Regions from separate parts of the Urocitellus parryii genome. Here region 2 is linked to region 1. A link is a contact called in public Hi-C data. All regions are on one chromosome and are shown on one strand. Each heading gives the region's core, a stretch centred on a gene start, on an enhancer-like site or on the middle of the called end of the contact. The rest is flanking DNA. Distances are from core to core; before and after follow the strand shown. Region 1 holds the start of Fbxl12 (F-box and leucine rich repeat protein 12). Region 2 holds the start of LOC113190495.

Region 1 (7,522 bases), core at 2,202-4,701:
GGGTGTGGGCAATGGGAAGTCCCTGAATGAGACTGCCACAACTGCAGAACTCCTTCCCTGGACCCAAGTGGTATGACAGGCACCCCAAGAGACAGTATGTCACCTAGTGTGACTCCTCCCCAAATCTTGGTAATGCTAATTCTGCACTGCCTGTGCAGGGACCTGGCTGCAACTGCCCTTTGAGGCAACCCCATCATGCTGTCTGTCAGAGCTACTCCTTCTGGGGGAGTTGGATATTTCTCAGAAGGTGGAGACTGGCTCATGACCCAGGGAGCAAGTTGGGCAGGCCCCTGATACCCTTGTTTCCTCGTTTCTGATCCAGAAGGAAGTTATACATGTGTTTCTTTACCTGACCTACCTTCCTCCCCTTCACCCCCAGTAGATGGGGGTGGTAGATGGTCCAGTAGATGGTTTTTAGGGCCCCCTATACCTGAGCCAGGGGCATAGTTGCTTGGGTTCTGCCAAACAAAAAGGCAATGCCCCACCCACAATTCACCAGAAGTAAAATAGTCTTAGGGATGAAGAAGATCCCTTTCCCAAACATCTGAGTATCTCTGCAAGTCTTAATGATACAGCAGTGAACAAAACCAATGCCATAGTTAGGATTTTTTATTCTTTGCTTTTTTTGGGGGGGGGGATACTGGGGATTGAATTCAGGGACACTCAGCCATTGAGCCACATTTGTAGCCCTATTTTGTATTTTATTTAAAGACAGGATCTCTCTGAGTTGCTTATCGCCTCGCTTTTGCTGAAGCTGGCTTTGAACTTGAGATCCTTTCTTTTCTCTGCCGCTGGTATTATTGGCAAGTGCCACTGTGCCTGGCTTTTTTTTTTTTTTTTTTTTTTAAGCAGTGCTGGGCGGCTGGGAATGTGGCTTAAGTGGTAGCGCGCTCGCCTCGCATGCATGCGGCCTGGGTTCGATCCTCAGCACCACATACAAACAAAGATGTTGTGTCCGCTGAAAACTAAAAAATAAATACTAAAAATAAAAAAAAAAAAAATTCTAAAGCAGTGCTGGGTAATTACCACCACGGAGTACTGTGATAATGGCAGAGGCTCAGCACCAGAAGGTTCTGACCCTGCAGTTCTAGCAAGTGATTCGACCTCTAAGCTTCAGCTTCCACCTGGTAGTATCAACCACCATGGTTATGGAAATAAAGTGAGCTGATACTGGTAAAAACACTCAAACAGAACGAGCACTCAGCAGAAAAGTTCAGCTATTTTGTACTTTTATTACTTTTTCTTAACCAATAAGCTAAGCAAAGGAGTTGTAATTTTCAGTGTTCCAGGTCCAGAGCCTCAAACTTTTTAGTTAGCAATGCTTTTGGCTTCAACTAACAGAAAGCTTACAGTTGCTTAAGCTGATTATTTTTCTCATAACAAAAATTCTGGAAATAGGGAGCACCTGAAGCAGCAACTCAGGGATATCTGAGGTTTTCTTTGTGCATTTCTTTTGGTCTTTCCCTCCACAATCACAAGAATGATTGCCAAAACATGAAGCATTTTATCTGCACTCTTGTTTGAAGAAAAATATCAAAGGGGTTTGTAGTATAAATACACATTTGTGGGCTGGGGCTGTAGCTCAGAGGCAGAGCGCTTGCCTAGCATTCGAGAGGCACTGGGTTCGATCCTCAGCACCACATAAAAATAAACAAAATAAAGACATGCTGTCCATCTACAATTTTTTTTTAAAAAATACACATTTGGAACTTTTTTTTTTTAAGGTATTACTTGCACAAGGTAGAAAATGTGAGCAGCATAAAAGGCAATACAGCAGCACATGGTCCCCTAACCCTCCCACAGCAAATGCCATTAAAATTTTGTTTCCTAAAAACAGTCTCTGCATCCTCAAATGTGTTTTCAGGAGCCTCCTAAGAAAATGATAAATCTTTCAGACACCATAATACATTTCAATAAGAAATAGACTTTGTATTTTCAAGCACTGTACAACATTTCAGATTATGTCGGAGGTTTGATAAACAACTTGTTTTCCACACAGGGCTTTTCTTTTTTCTTTTTTTGGTCACAGTGGGGATTAAACCCAAGGTTTTGCAAGGGCTAGACAAGTGCTGTACCCCTGAGTCACAGGAGCAGCCAAGCCCCCTTATAGGCCTTTATGTATAAAGTAAAAGACATAATAGTTTGCATTTTATTGAAAGAATGTGAATCCATGTGTGTATATCAAACTATACACACTGCTTTTGTTTTTATTATTATTTTTATTTGAGTTACTGGGAATTGAACTCAGGGCCTTGCCCATACTAAGCACTCAGCTACACCCCTAGTCACTCCAGTTTTTAATTTGATTTTATTTTTCTAGTACTGGGGATCAAACCCAGGGGCCCTCTACCACTGGGCTAAATCCCCAATCCTTTTTAGTTTTGTTTTTGAGACAAGGTCTCACTAAGTTGCCCAGTATGGCTCTGAACTTGTGTCTCCCTGTCTCAGCCTCTTGAATTGCTGGGATTATAGTAGTGCACACCTTGTGCCTGGCTGAAAAGGTCCATTTCTAACATAATGACAACCCTGTTATTGATCTTGGACATTTTGAGAACCACCACAGTAAGTGACAATCTCTTTAGGGCAGGGACTATATTATTTCCCACTGTATTCAGAGTTAACATCACTAAACTTGCAACACAGTAAGTCCCTGAGAGGCTACAGGAATGATGGCAATCCTAGGTTCTGGTAGTTCTCCAGCATCACATCACTATACATAACATCATGTACAGGTTTCTCTGAATTAAATCCAGGAAACTCCACTCCTTCTGCATGAAGTCCACAGCCACAACATCAAAGCTGTATTACTGATTTGAGCCAAGGAGCATCTTCACCAACATTTACAGGAGAACGAGGAAGTGGGACCCAATGCCTACACAGGGTCTCAAGGTCTTCACTTACCTACAATCTCCCTTATCTGAATTCACAAACTCTTTTTTTTTTTTTTTTTGAGAGAGAGAGAGAGAGAGAGAGAGAGAGAGAGAGAGAGAGAATTTTTTTCAATATTTATTTTTTAGTTTTCGGTGGACACAACATCTTTATTTTATTTTTATGGGGTGCTGAGGATCAAACCCAGCGCCGCGCCCGCATGCCAGGCGAGCGCGGTACCGCTTGAGCCACTTCCCTAGCCCTAAATTCACACACTCTTTATCTAACTTCGCACATTCTTAATCTTATCATAACAAGGCTAGCGAAATCTTGTCTCATTTCCCTTTGAGTTCAGTGCTCAGGACATTCCAATATTGGGAATCCAACCTAAAGCCTCGCGTGTGCCAGGCGGGCGTGCTGCTACTGAACTTTATCTCCCGACTTTTTTTTTTTTAGACACGGTCTCCTACGTTGCCCAGGGTGGCCTTGAACTTCCAATTCCCCTGCCTCAGCCGTCCAGGTCCCTGGGATCATCGGCGCGGACCACCGCCTCAGGCTTCAGGCTGCATTAAGTGAAGAAGCGCAGACACCTCCGCCAGGTACTCCGCTTGTGGCCACACCCCCTCGCCTCGCCCGATTCCTGCCCCGCCTTCCAGTCTGGGTCCTGGTCCTTGTTCCCGCCCACCAGCCACACCTTCTGGCTTGAGCTTCGTTCCCGGTCCCACCCTTGGGCCTGGGCCCGTCCCAACCCGGTGCCGTCTTCCAGGCTTCTTCGTGGGATCTTTTTCCCTTTTCTTGCTGGGCTGGGGACTGAACCCAGGGACTTGCGCTTGCTGGGCTACATTCCTAGCCCCAAGCTTGGTCCCTGTCCCCTTCCGAACCAGGCTTTCTGGGCTAGGTCCACGCCTGGGGACACGCTCTTTGGCCCACTCTCCGCCCACTCTCCATCTTCATTCCCAGCCCAGCCTCCGTCCTGGCCACGCCCCCGATTGGTTCCCGCCCAAACCACGCCTTCCGGGCTTGGTCCTCGTCCCAGCCCCGCCCCTGGGCCTCACCCAGCCCCTGCGACGCCGCCCAGGCTGGGTCTTAGTCTGTAGCCGGGCCCCCAGCAGGTCTGGTCTCGAGGTGGTCCCGTCCCGGAACCTGACCACATTCCTGCGAGAGGAAAGCGGGAGGTCCCGCCGGGTGCTGGAAGTCCGGCTGCCGCCCCTCCCGCCGCCTAGGCATTCCCGAGGGAATCCCGACTTCGCTTTGACCGGAAGCGGAAGTACGTGGCGGCGGGATCATGGTGACTCTTACTGACCTGCCGGATTCGGTGCTGCTGGAAATCTTCTCTTACCTCCCGGTCCGGGACCGGATCCGCATCTCCAGGTGCGGCCCCTCTCCTCGGGGGAAAGAGCCGGGAAGGGGGCGCACCCGGAGATGCGGCTCCGGCCCCAGCGGGGCCGGGGTCGTTCTAACGGCGGGTCCCCTCCCCCAGGGTCTGTCACCGCTGGAAGAGGCTGGTGGACGACCGGTGGCTGTGGCGACATGTGGACTTGACGCTCTACACGGTACGCGGGGTCGGTTGTGCGGGCCAGGGCTTCGTCTGAATTGGTTGGACCCGAGGACCAGCCTCCCTACCCTGGGACGGTGTGTCAGGAACTGCAAGAACTGGCCCTTGGTCAGCGCAGGCCTGGATTTCCAGTCAGGCAGTGTGGGCCCGTCTCAGGGCCTCAGTGTCCCCGTCCTAGATCCCTGTGGGACCGGCGCGCGCGCTGAGTCCACGCGAGGCCCGTGGTCAGTCCCAGCCCCTAAAGAAAAGCTCGGTCGTGGGGCCGCGGTGCGGAGAAGGGGCTTGCAGCAGCGCCTGGCCCTACTCGGCACCTAGGAAATGCTGGTCTGTGATGACATTGTCAGACGCTGATACCAGTTTTTTGTAGCGAAATTATTTTCCCGAGTCAACTGATTTTCTGAATAAAATTCCTGAGTAGTGCGACCAAACCATTTCCACTTTCTCTCATTTGCATTTTATTTTCTTTGTGTTTATTATGAAATATTTCAACTATCCAGAAGTGTATGGAGGGTGATATTACAACCATGTCTTTACCACCTAGATTTAACTTTTTTTTTTTTTTTTTGGCTATACTGGGGACGGAACCCAGGGCTTGCTTGTGTTAGGTGACCACTCTAGCACTAAGCTGTATCCGCCACCCTGTTTCTTTTCTTCTCTCATTGTTTTTTCTTTTCCCCCTTGGTCCGACTGAGAATTGAACCCAGGACCCCTCTATCACTGAGTTACTCTCCCGGCTCTTCTTATGTTTTGTTTTGACATAGGTTCTGGATAAGTTGCTGAGGCTGGCTTGGAATTTGTGATCCTTTTGCTTCAGCCTCCAGTCGCTGGGATTAAAGGCCTGTGCTGCCGATTTCCGTTGTCTTTTTAACTTTTTATTTTTGAGAACGGATCTCACCAAGTTACCTATGCTACCCTGGGACTTTCAATTCTATTCGTCAGACTCCCAAGTAGTGGGGATTGCAGATGTGTGCCACTGTGGGGCAGATCTAACCTAAACTTTGTTTTATTTACTGCACATCATACATGTGACAGACACCTGTGTGTATATGTAAACACACAATATATGTGTACACAGCAAAACATTTATAGGTCTACTTGTTGTCTTATCCTTTTCATAAGTAGCCAGTAATATAAAGAAGATTTTTAACCTTACTTTCACATCATTTCATACGTGTGTTCATAAGTAGTATACAGTATAGTGAATGAATTTCTGAACAATTTTCTATTTAAATAATGCTGTTTTATTAGCACATAGAAATCAAGTGCATTCCTTTTAACTTATGTATCCATTTTCCTGTTAATAGATGTTTAGATTATTTCCAATAATCTAAATAGTTAAAATCAGTTTCTCAAACTTTACTGTGTATATGAATCACTTGGGGTTCTTATTAAAATGGTTAATGGGGTCCTAACCTCTGCATTTCTACTCCAGGTATTGTCCTCATTCTGGAAATCTTCTCTTACCTCCCGGTCCGGGACCTGATCCGCATCTCCAGGTGCGGCCCCTCTCCTCGGGGGAAGACACTTTGGTTAACAAGAATTGCCTTGTGATTTTCGTCTTCTTTTTTCCCCACCAGGGATTGAACCCATTGAGCAACATCCAGCCCTTTTAAAATTTTTATTTAGAGACAGAGTCTCACTAAGTTGCTTAGAGCCTCACTAAGTTGCTGGGGCTGGCTTTGAACTTGTGATCCACCTGCCTCAGCCTTCCAAGCTGCTGGGATTACAAGCATGCGCCACTGCGCCCAGTGATTGTCTTCTTTTGTCCAGGTGAAGTTACACTGAAACCTGGAAGTGCACTTTCTGAGGAGTAAGATCATTTAGACTGTACCATATTCAGTTCTTATTCCAACATTTCAAAATCAGAAAGCTTGCAAAGTGAAGCCAGGCTTGTTCAAGCACACCTGTGGAATCAGCTACTCAAGAGGCTGAGGTTAGAGGATTACTTGAGTCCACAAGTTTGAGATCAGCCTGGGCAACATAGCAAGATCTCATCTTTAAAAACAGTAATGCCCGGGCAGTGTTGGACACCTGTAATCACTGAGGCAGGAGGATTGTGAGTTCAAAGCCAGCCTCAGCAGCTTGGCGAGGCATTAAGCAACTCAGTGAGACCCTGTCTCTAATAAAATATTTAAAAAGAGGTGGGGATGTGGCTTAGTGGTTAAGTGCTCATGTTCAATCCCCAGTACCAAAAACAAACAAACAAAAAAACCCCAACAAACTTGGAAAGTGAAAAGGTTTTTTTTTTTTTTTTCCAAACCAGGCACAAATTTATTTGGTAATAAAATCTTCCCCAACCTGCCATAAAGCTATCAATACCCCTTTTCTTTTCCTACTCAATGTTTTTTCCATGATGTTTCATAAGAGATTATGATCCATGGGCTGGGGTCCTAGCTCAGTGGTAGAGCACTTGCCTACCATGTATGAGGCATTGGTTTCAATGATCAACATCACATATAAATAAATAAATAAAAAGTCCATTGACAACTAAAAAATATTTTTTAAAAAAAAAAAGAGATTATGACCCTATAGAAAAATTGTTTTCATTGAGATCAACAGTTTTTGAGACCTGATGTTGCTATGTTGTCCAGCCTGGTCTTGAACTCCTGAGCTCAAATGACCTTTCCACCTTAGCTTTCTGAGTAGCTGGGACTATAGGCATATAATCCCAAACCTGTTTTTTTTTTTTTTGTTTGTTTGTTTTTGTTGTTGTTTGGTGGTTCTGGGAGTTGAATCCAGGGCCTAAGTCATGCTAGACAAGTGCTCTACCACTGAACTATACCCCAACCCTGAAATCAACTTTTTAAAAACCACTTTATTATAAATACATAAAAGTTGAGAGAATGGCATAGAGAATCCCAAATACCCAACCTTAACATTTAATTACATTTATTACCTGTTTATCCATTTGTGCATCTATCTATTCAGTGCTTTCTCAGTCCATCAATCCATCTTATTATTTTTAAAATTCGTTCAAGTAAGTTGTAGGACTTAAGTCTACTAAACATTTTTAGCACACCTGCCATTTGCTAGAAATGAGCATTTGTTTATAGTTTTCCTTTTATGTTGTTTGAATGAGGTTTAGCTGTGTTGTTCAGA
Region 2 (7,522 bases), core at 2,933-5,432, 150 kb after region 1:
CATGTCTTCATACATGTACTTAGGGTAATGATGTCTAACTCATTCCACCATAATTTCTACCCCCTTGCCCCCTCCTATCCCCTCCCTCTCCTTTGCCCTATCTAAAGTTCTGCAGCTTTCACTTTTAGGTAGTGATTTTACTTCCTTGGTAAAAGAAGGGGTTTGCTGGAACATACATTAGTTGACCATATATGCATGGGTTTACTTCTGGGCTTTCTAACTCTTTCCATTGGCCCAAGTTTCTATCTTTATACCATCACCACACTGTTTTGATTGGTATAGCTTTGTAAAATAATTTGAAATCATGAAGTGTGATGCCTCTGGTTTTGTTCTTGTTCAAAATTACTTTGGTGGGTGGGTACATTTGGGGTTGAGGCCACAGGTCCCAGAAGGTCACAACTTTCCTACTCTTCAGCTGGCAGAGGTGGAGAGATCAGGCTTGCAGGGGCTTTAGCCTCTGATGTCTAGAAATGGCGATGAGGGTCAGGATGGAGGGCAGTTCCTTGGACATTATCCAATTGAAGATGATCCACTTCTTCATGTCTATCTTCTACCACATCACTCATTACAAGCTCATTTTAGACACAGATTCCATTCTCTTTTAATAGTCATCATAGAAAATCTCTTGTTTATCCATGCTGTGTTTTTTGTCTAGCAATTTTTTTGTTTTTAGCATTTTTGACCTGTGTGCTTTGTTTTTACTCTAATTAAATAAGGACAAGTGCCTAGGAACTATACCAACCCATTTAAAGTTCAGTCATAATTCTGGGAAAAGTTATTTTGCGGATTTCACAATTACTTCTTGAATGCAACATTCAGTATCATCACCATAAGGTCTTAAAAGACTTGTCCTAATGGTGTATTCAACCAGCAACACAATAATTCTCCTCATACTGTACATGCAGCATTCTTTTCCTGAGCCTCGTAAGTTGTACTTGACCTCATTCAGGCCATCCTGGCCCTGGAACTAAGCTCTGTTCCCTGACCTGTCTGCTCATTTGTGCAGAAAAAATTTAAGGAAGTCAAACCACAGCTGATGTACTTGAAGAAGGAAAAGAAAAACTATCCTTACCACAGCAATATTACTTTGGAAACTGGTTTCAGGATTATTTCAAGCCTAGAAGAAATTGTTGAAAAGCAAGGAGATATAGTAGTGTACCTGAAGCAATACAATGCAGAGTTGTGTTAGTGATGACTGGCGCTCATGTTCTCAGACCTGGCCTCTTAGCCAAATAGAACATGAGAGTCTCACAGTCATGACATTTTTTCTTTAATTTTTAGATTTGTTCTAATTAGGGCTGGGGTCGTGGCCCAGTGGTAGAGTGCGTGCCTAACATGCATGAGGCACTGGGTTCGATCCTCACCATCACATAGAAATAAAGATATTGTGTTCACCTAAAACTAAAAAAACAAAAATTTGTTCTTATTAGTTATAAATGACAACAAAATGTACTTTGATTCATTGTGCACAAATGGAGCACAACTTTTCATTTCTCTGGTTGTACCCAATGTAGCATCATACCATTTGTGCAATCATACATGTACCTAGGGTAATGATGATTGTCTCATTCCACCATCTTTCCTACCCCCAAGCCCCCTTCCCTCCCCTCATACTCCTCTGTCCAACCCAAAGTTCCTCTATTTGTCCCCTGTCCCCACCCCTCAAGTGTAGATCAGCATTCACATATCAGAGAAAACATTTGGCCTTTATTTTCTTTTTTTTGGAATTGGCTTGTTTCGCTTGGCATGATATTCTCCAACCCCATCCTTTTATCTGCAAATGCCATAATTTTATTCTCTTTTAATATTGGGGAATATTCCATTACACAATGGAATATATATATTATATTTTCTTTGTTCATACATCTATTGAAGGGCATCTAGGTCGGTTCCACAGTTTAGCTATTGTGAATTGTGCTGCTATAAATATTGATGTGGCTGTGTTCCTGTAGTATGCTGTTTTTTAAGTCATTTGGGTGTAGACCAAGGAATGGGATCACTGGGTCAAATGGTGGTTCCATTCCAAGTTTAAGCATGACAATTTTTGAAGGGTCCAGAAAAACCTCAGACTGATTGTCTGCCTGACTCTCTGCTCCAGGGAACTTCAGCTCTTGCTGAATAACATACTATAGTGCATTTTGGTATCCTGAATTTGGGTCTCACTTGTGTGGCTGTTTAATAGATGAAGCTTGTGGATAATTTGAAAGATGCTTGGTAGAAGCCTTGATAACTTCATAAGAATGTCTGTTTTGTACATTTTGAAATAATTTAATTTCTTGCCAAGTGTGGTGGCAGATGCTTCTAATCCCAGTGGCTCAGGAGGCTGACGAAGGAGGATTGTAATTTCAAGACTAGCTTCAGCAATTTAGAGTGAACCCAAGCAACTTAGAGAGAACCTGTCTCAAAAAAAAAAAAAAAAAAAAATATGGGGCTGGGGATGTGGCTCAAGCGGTAGCTCGCTCGCGTGGCATGCGTGCGGCCTGGGTTCGATCCTTAGCACCACATACAAAGATGTTGTGTCCGCCGAAAACTAAAAAATAAATATTGGAATTTATTTCTCTCCCTCCTCTCTCTCTCTCTCTCTCTCTCTCTCTCTCTCTCTCTCTCTTTAAAAAAAATAAATAAAAATAAAATAAAATTTAAATAAATAAATAAATAAATAGAACTGGGGATGTGGCTCAGTGGTTAAGGGCCTCTGAGTTCAATCCCTGGTACAAAAAAAAAAAAAAAAGAATTTAATTTAGGGGGGGGGCTGCGTGGTGCACATTTGTGATCCCAATGGCATGGCATCGGAGGCTGAGGCAGGAGGATTGTGAGTTCAAAGCCAGCCTCCTCAGCAAAAGTGAGGTGCTAAGCAACTCAGTGAAACCCTGTCTCTAAATAAAATACAAAATAGGGCAGGGATGTGGCTCAGTGGTTAAGAACCTCTAGATTCAATTACTGGCAGAAAACAATAACAACAACAACAACAAAAACATTCCAAAGGAAAATTAGGAAATCCATATGTAATATAGATTTTTAAGAATACTTTTTAATGCAAGGCAAGAAACTCACAAGTTCCTTTACAAAACAAACACCTTTGACTACATAAAAGGTAAATATTGTATATGGCAAAAAATAAAAATGTTATGGTGAGGTAATTAGCAATCTAGTGTTCACAAAACACATTTGATAACGGGCACTGTTAGCCCAAAAGAACAGGACAGGACGCAAACTTTACGGATCGGCACAGTTTTTTTTTTTTTTTCTTCCAGGAATGGAGTGACCCTTTTCCTGGTGGAAAATGGGCAGCCAGCAGAAGCAGGAGTCTATACTTCTATTTATATCGGGGGATGAAATAAATAGAAGTATAGACTCCTCACTCAGGAATTTGAGATTTTGTTTTTATTGGGCAATGAAGGGTCTGGGGTCAGTGGCCAGCATCTGGAAAGGATTTATTTTGGAAGAAATAAATGCTTAAGTCTTTTTCCAGAGACTGTCAGTCTAGGTTTGATGGAGAACTTCTCCCCAGGGCTTGTTTTGTCACCAAGAAAGAACGATTGGGTAAGGATCAATATTATTAATGTATGGCTTTCTTTTTCACTCCTTTTTCCGAGACCACACTATTTGGGGGTTTGACATTTTCCATATCTAATAGGCACGAACAAATCTTTGTAAAATATTTGTAAATTAGGGTTCTAAACAACTCTTTATTCCACAAAAGCCGCTCACTGAAAATCACAGCAAAACTGATGATCAGAAAACCTTTTAGAATCACTTCTGAGTGTTTATCAGCGCTGTTTTACAAAACGCAGTGCGGAAGGCCCTGAATTTAAAGTAAAAAAATCCGTCAAGTGGAAACAGTAATGCATATTTGAAGAAGAAAAATTTCAAGCTTTACAAAAAGTGTCAGTACGCTGTAAACTCCAAGCAATCAACTATTAGAGTTTAGCATGGTGTTCAGATAATAAAAAGAAATAAAGGCTGAAGGACTGGATTAATTGCGTGGAGGAGACCGACCATCTCGCTGATTGGCAGGCGTAGAAACACAAAGGAAGTTCTAACTACGTGGAGGGAGGCAGCTTTTGTGAGCGGCGTGTGGTTGGGCCCCCCCTCCCACCGTTCCCTCCTCCTCTTTCCGTGCGTCTGGCAGGTCCAACCTCCAACTCCGCCCTGGGAATGCACCCCGCCCAGAGCCCTGATTCTAACCACCAGCTGCGGCCTCGGCCAGTTCTGGTCCCCAGCGTTAGGCTCAGAATTGACCTTAAGGGCTCTCCGCCCCCATGGGAGGAAGCTAGAATTTCTACGTTTCTCTGCCGCAGAGGGTCCTACGTGGCTCTGGTTCGACGCCGAACTCGGGGACTTCCGGGCCAGAACTTGGAAGCGGAAGTGATGTGAGATGTCTCTCTGTCTTTTCCGGTCTAGCTCTGCGCGGCCAAGTTCTTTTCTCCTTGGTGGTGGTGCACCTAACGGGGCCTTGGCGAGGTGGAGTAAGGGGACAGTCAGCCGCTGGAAGGGTCCAGGGAATGTTCGAGTTTAGCCCGGGCCGCCGGGGAGCCTCTCAGAGAGGGCCGGCCCTTCCCGATCGCGTCCGCCCGGGTCGCGGGTCCTCCGGTTTCGGCCGGGTCTTTCAGGCCGGTGGCCGTCGTTCGGAGGGCCCCCTCAGGGGCCGTTTCGACATAATTCTGAAGGGCGCGTCTTCGTTTCGAACACTGTGCGCTTTTCCTCAAAAGCCTTTAAAGTAATCTTTTGAATTTTTTTTTTTCCAGAAGGAAAAGAACTTCCGCTGTGGAGGGCAGCATAACGTCCCCCTTCCGCGCGGACCTGGCGATCCGGGCGCGTTCCGGTGAGTGCTTGGTGTAAGTTGGCTCCACAGGACTTCTTTTGTCTTTCAATTGGGCTTTGTCTTTGTGTGGAGTATATTTTTGACACATTTAGGTAGGAAGATAAAGCTTCTTTTAAAGACGTCTATGGTGCACCTGTTTTATAGGTAGCGGACCACAAACCATTCTGCCAAGGGACGGAAAGGATCTGTAGCCCATTCTCTTCATTTGGACTTTCTGCTCTGGGCTTCCCCACGGGGCTTCAAAACGGATCTGTAGGAAGTTCGAGGTTTTATTGCACTAAAGTACTATTATATTTGAACTTATTTGCTTTCTTCCAGAAAATAGGAAGCAGGAGACAATGGATTAACTGATTAAGTCTCTAGAGAGAGAGAAAAGAGAATTGACAAGGACTTAACTTCAGTTTTGGCACCAAAGTCATTTTCTACATTTGGGAAAATTAATATACAACTCAGTATATAACTGACAAGAAAACTGGTACCTATTGAAATGGTGTAATTTGAGATGAAATAAAACATGACTTTTTTCTAAGTAGGAAATTAATTCAAGGAATTCGCATCGGTGATACCATTGAGAAAAAAGTTCACTATGAAAATTCACTTGTTAATTATTTATATTTGGAAAGTCTGTGTCTATAATCAGTCAAAAGTCTCTTGAGTGTTTTTTAGTCAACCTTGGTGTTCTTACTCCTATCCAAACTTGTCCTTCATTTTCCTGAATGAATGTCTAGAGTTAATCACTCTTAATGTGACTCCTTAGAGACATTCACACTCCATAGGTAAGTGACCAGAAAACTCCCCTGCCAGTGTTGGTTGCCAGTAAGCACTGAAGGAGTTTTATGACTTTGCAATATCCATGTTTTGTTTTCTTTAGAAAAATTTTTATTGGTGCATAATAATTATACAGAATAATGGGTTCCATTGTGGTGTATTTCATATATGAATGTGACATAATTTGGTTCATTTCACTTCCAATACCTCCTTAATGTCCCCTCCACCCTCTAATAACCATGATTTCATTTGGCCACAAAGGGGTCCCAGTGAGCTAAGTGGACATAGTTAAATAATTAATGAGGATTCTGAAGATAAGTTGGTGAGGGTATGCATGTTTATTGGCAAAGGACTTTCAAAAACTGTTAGGACTATTTGCTAACTTTGTATGTACGCATGCTCTGTCACACAGGGATGCATGTGCATGCATATCAAGATAAAAATAGTGGCTTTTTATTCCTGTATTATATGAAACAGCCCTAAGTGGAAAAAGGCCAGCAGAATAATGGGTAAATTGTAGTATTCTTATACTATGGAAGACTGTTCCACAAATAGAAAGAACAAACCGAAGGTAGATGCAAAAATGTGGGTGAATTTTGCAAAGTTTTGAGTGAAAAGAAGCTAGGCAACAAAAGAATGTCTGTCTTTCTCCAAGACAGGGATTTAAACCTCCTTAGATAACACACATGTATTTGTTCTCTATTGCTGCCTGACAATTGAAGAATAATGTGTAATATCTTTGGGTCAGGAATCCAGGCATGGTGTAGGTAGATCAGATCCTCTGTTCAAGATTTCACCTAGCTGCTATCAAGTCATTGGTTGGGTTACAGTTAGCTTAATTGGGAAAGCTTAATCAGGGAAGAATATTTGCATTCTCACTAATAGGCAAAATTCATTTTCTTAGAACTACAGGACATAGTGGATGCTGTCATCTGGAGGGTGATCTTAGCTTCTAGAGGCTACCTGTGGTTCTTATTACGTGACTCCTCAGGAAAGGCCTATATTCTCTATGCCAGTAGGTAGAGATCACTGAGGTCATATGAAGGCATGTCAGCCATAGTATAGTTGTAACCTATTGCTGGGTTACTTATGTCCAGAGATGGTTATTACATAGATTAAGCAAGATTAAAACAATGCTAGCTGCTATTGGCGTTTTTGTATATTAGGGAATTGGGACACTTCTCCCTTGAACTCACAAGTTTCTTGCTCAGCGTATTGAGTAGCTGAGATTACAGGTGCATACCTCTGCCCCTGGCTGCATAGTTGTTCTCCTTGACATGTGTGGGCAGCTGAACTTAAAGTCGCTCGTGTGAATTTTCAGGGACACCAAATAAAACAGACACACTTTACCTTAAAACAAGCTTCAGGACGACTTCTCCACTCTCCGCCTCAGGCTCCCCAAAAGGGAGAGCAACAGTAAGTCACTAGAGGCTGGTGAGAGAGTGAGCACTTTTGGAAGTGGGCTTTTATTGCAGGGACTCTTGTTCTTTAGAAAGTTCTATCCAAAAAAAGGCCAGAAGGGGCTGGGTTACAAGGGTCAGTTGAGTGTAACTTAACCTCAGGGGGTGACACCTACATCTGAAGGACTTGTCTTTTACTTCCTGATCTGGGACAACGCCCAAGTCACCATGAAATGTAGTGATTGGTCAGAGCCTTTTGCTTCAGGACTGGAAGGGTCATTCATAGTGGCTTCCCACAGAGAGTGTTTTCTTTTGGAGGGCTGTGATACATATCACAGGGAACCCTTCAAATGAGTTTGGTAGGCAGTGGGAGTTTGGATGCCACCTATCTGGTAGTGCCAGGCCCAACATGTGTCTGTCTATGGAGGGCCAAGGGGAATACTACTGGGGTACAAGCTTTTTGTGTCTGGTGTACAAAATAAATTGGGTCAACATGCAGCATGCATCCGGAGTTGGGAAACAAGCCATC

Evidence for each region. A called contact is a pair of places that touch in the nucleus more often than the background predicts.
Region 2: a contact with region 1 is called in a Hi-C map of liver, with 6 times the contacts expected there. The contact joins the promoter of LOC113190495 here to the promoter of Fbxl12 in region 1. A contact is called at or near these places in 2 of 2 Hi-C or Micro-C datasets (liver and muscle).

What each region holds. Positions count from the first base shown.
Region 1 is chr3:211,787,320-211,794,841 of mUroPar1.hap1, forward strand. It overlaps Fbxl12 (F-box and leucine rich repeat protein 12), which reads left to right and starts at 3,452. Exons shown (of 4, transcript XM_026399686.2): 1 at 3,452-3,467; 2 at 3,981-4,239; 3 at 4,349-4,421. The coding sequence starts at 4,154.
Region 2 is chr3:211,934,347-211,941,868 of mUroPar1.hap1, forward strand. LOC113190495 reads left to right here and starts at 4,183. Exons shown (of 15, transcript XM_077796393.1): 1 at 4,183-4,373; 2 at 4,749-4,825. It also overlaps the pseudogene LOC113190503.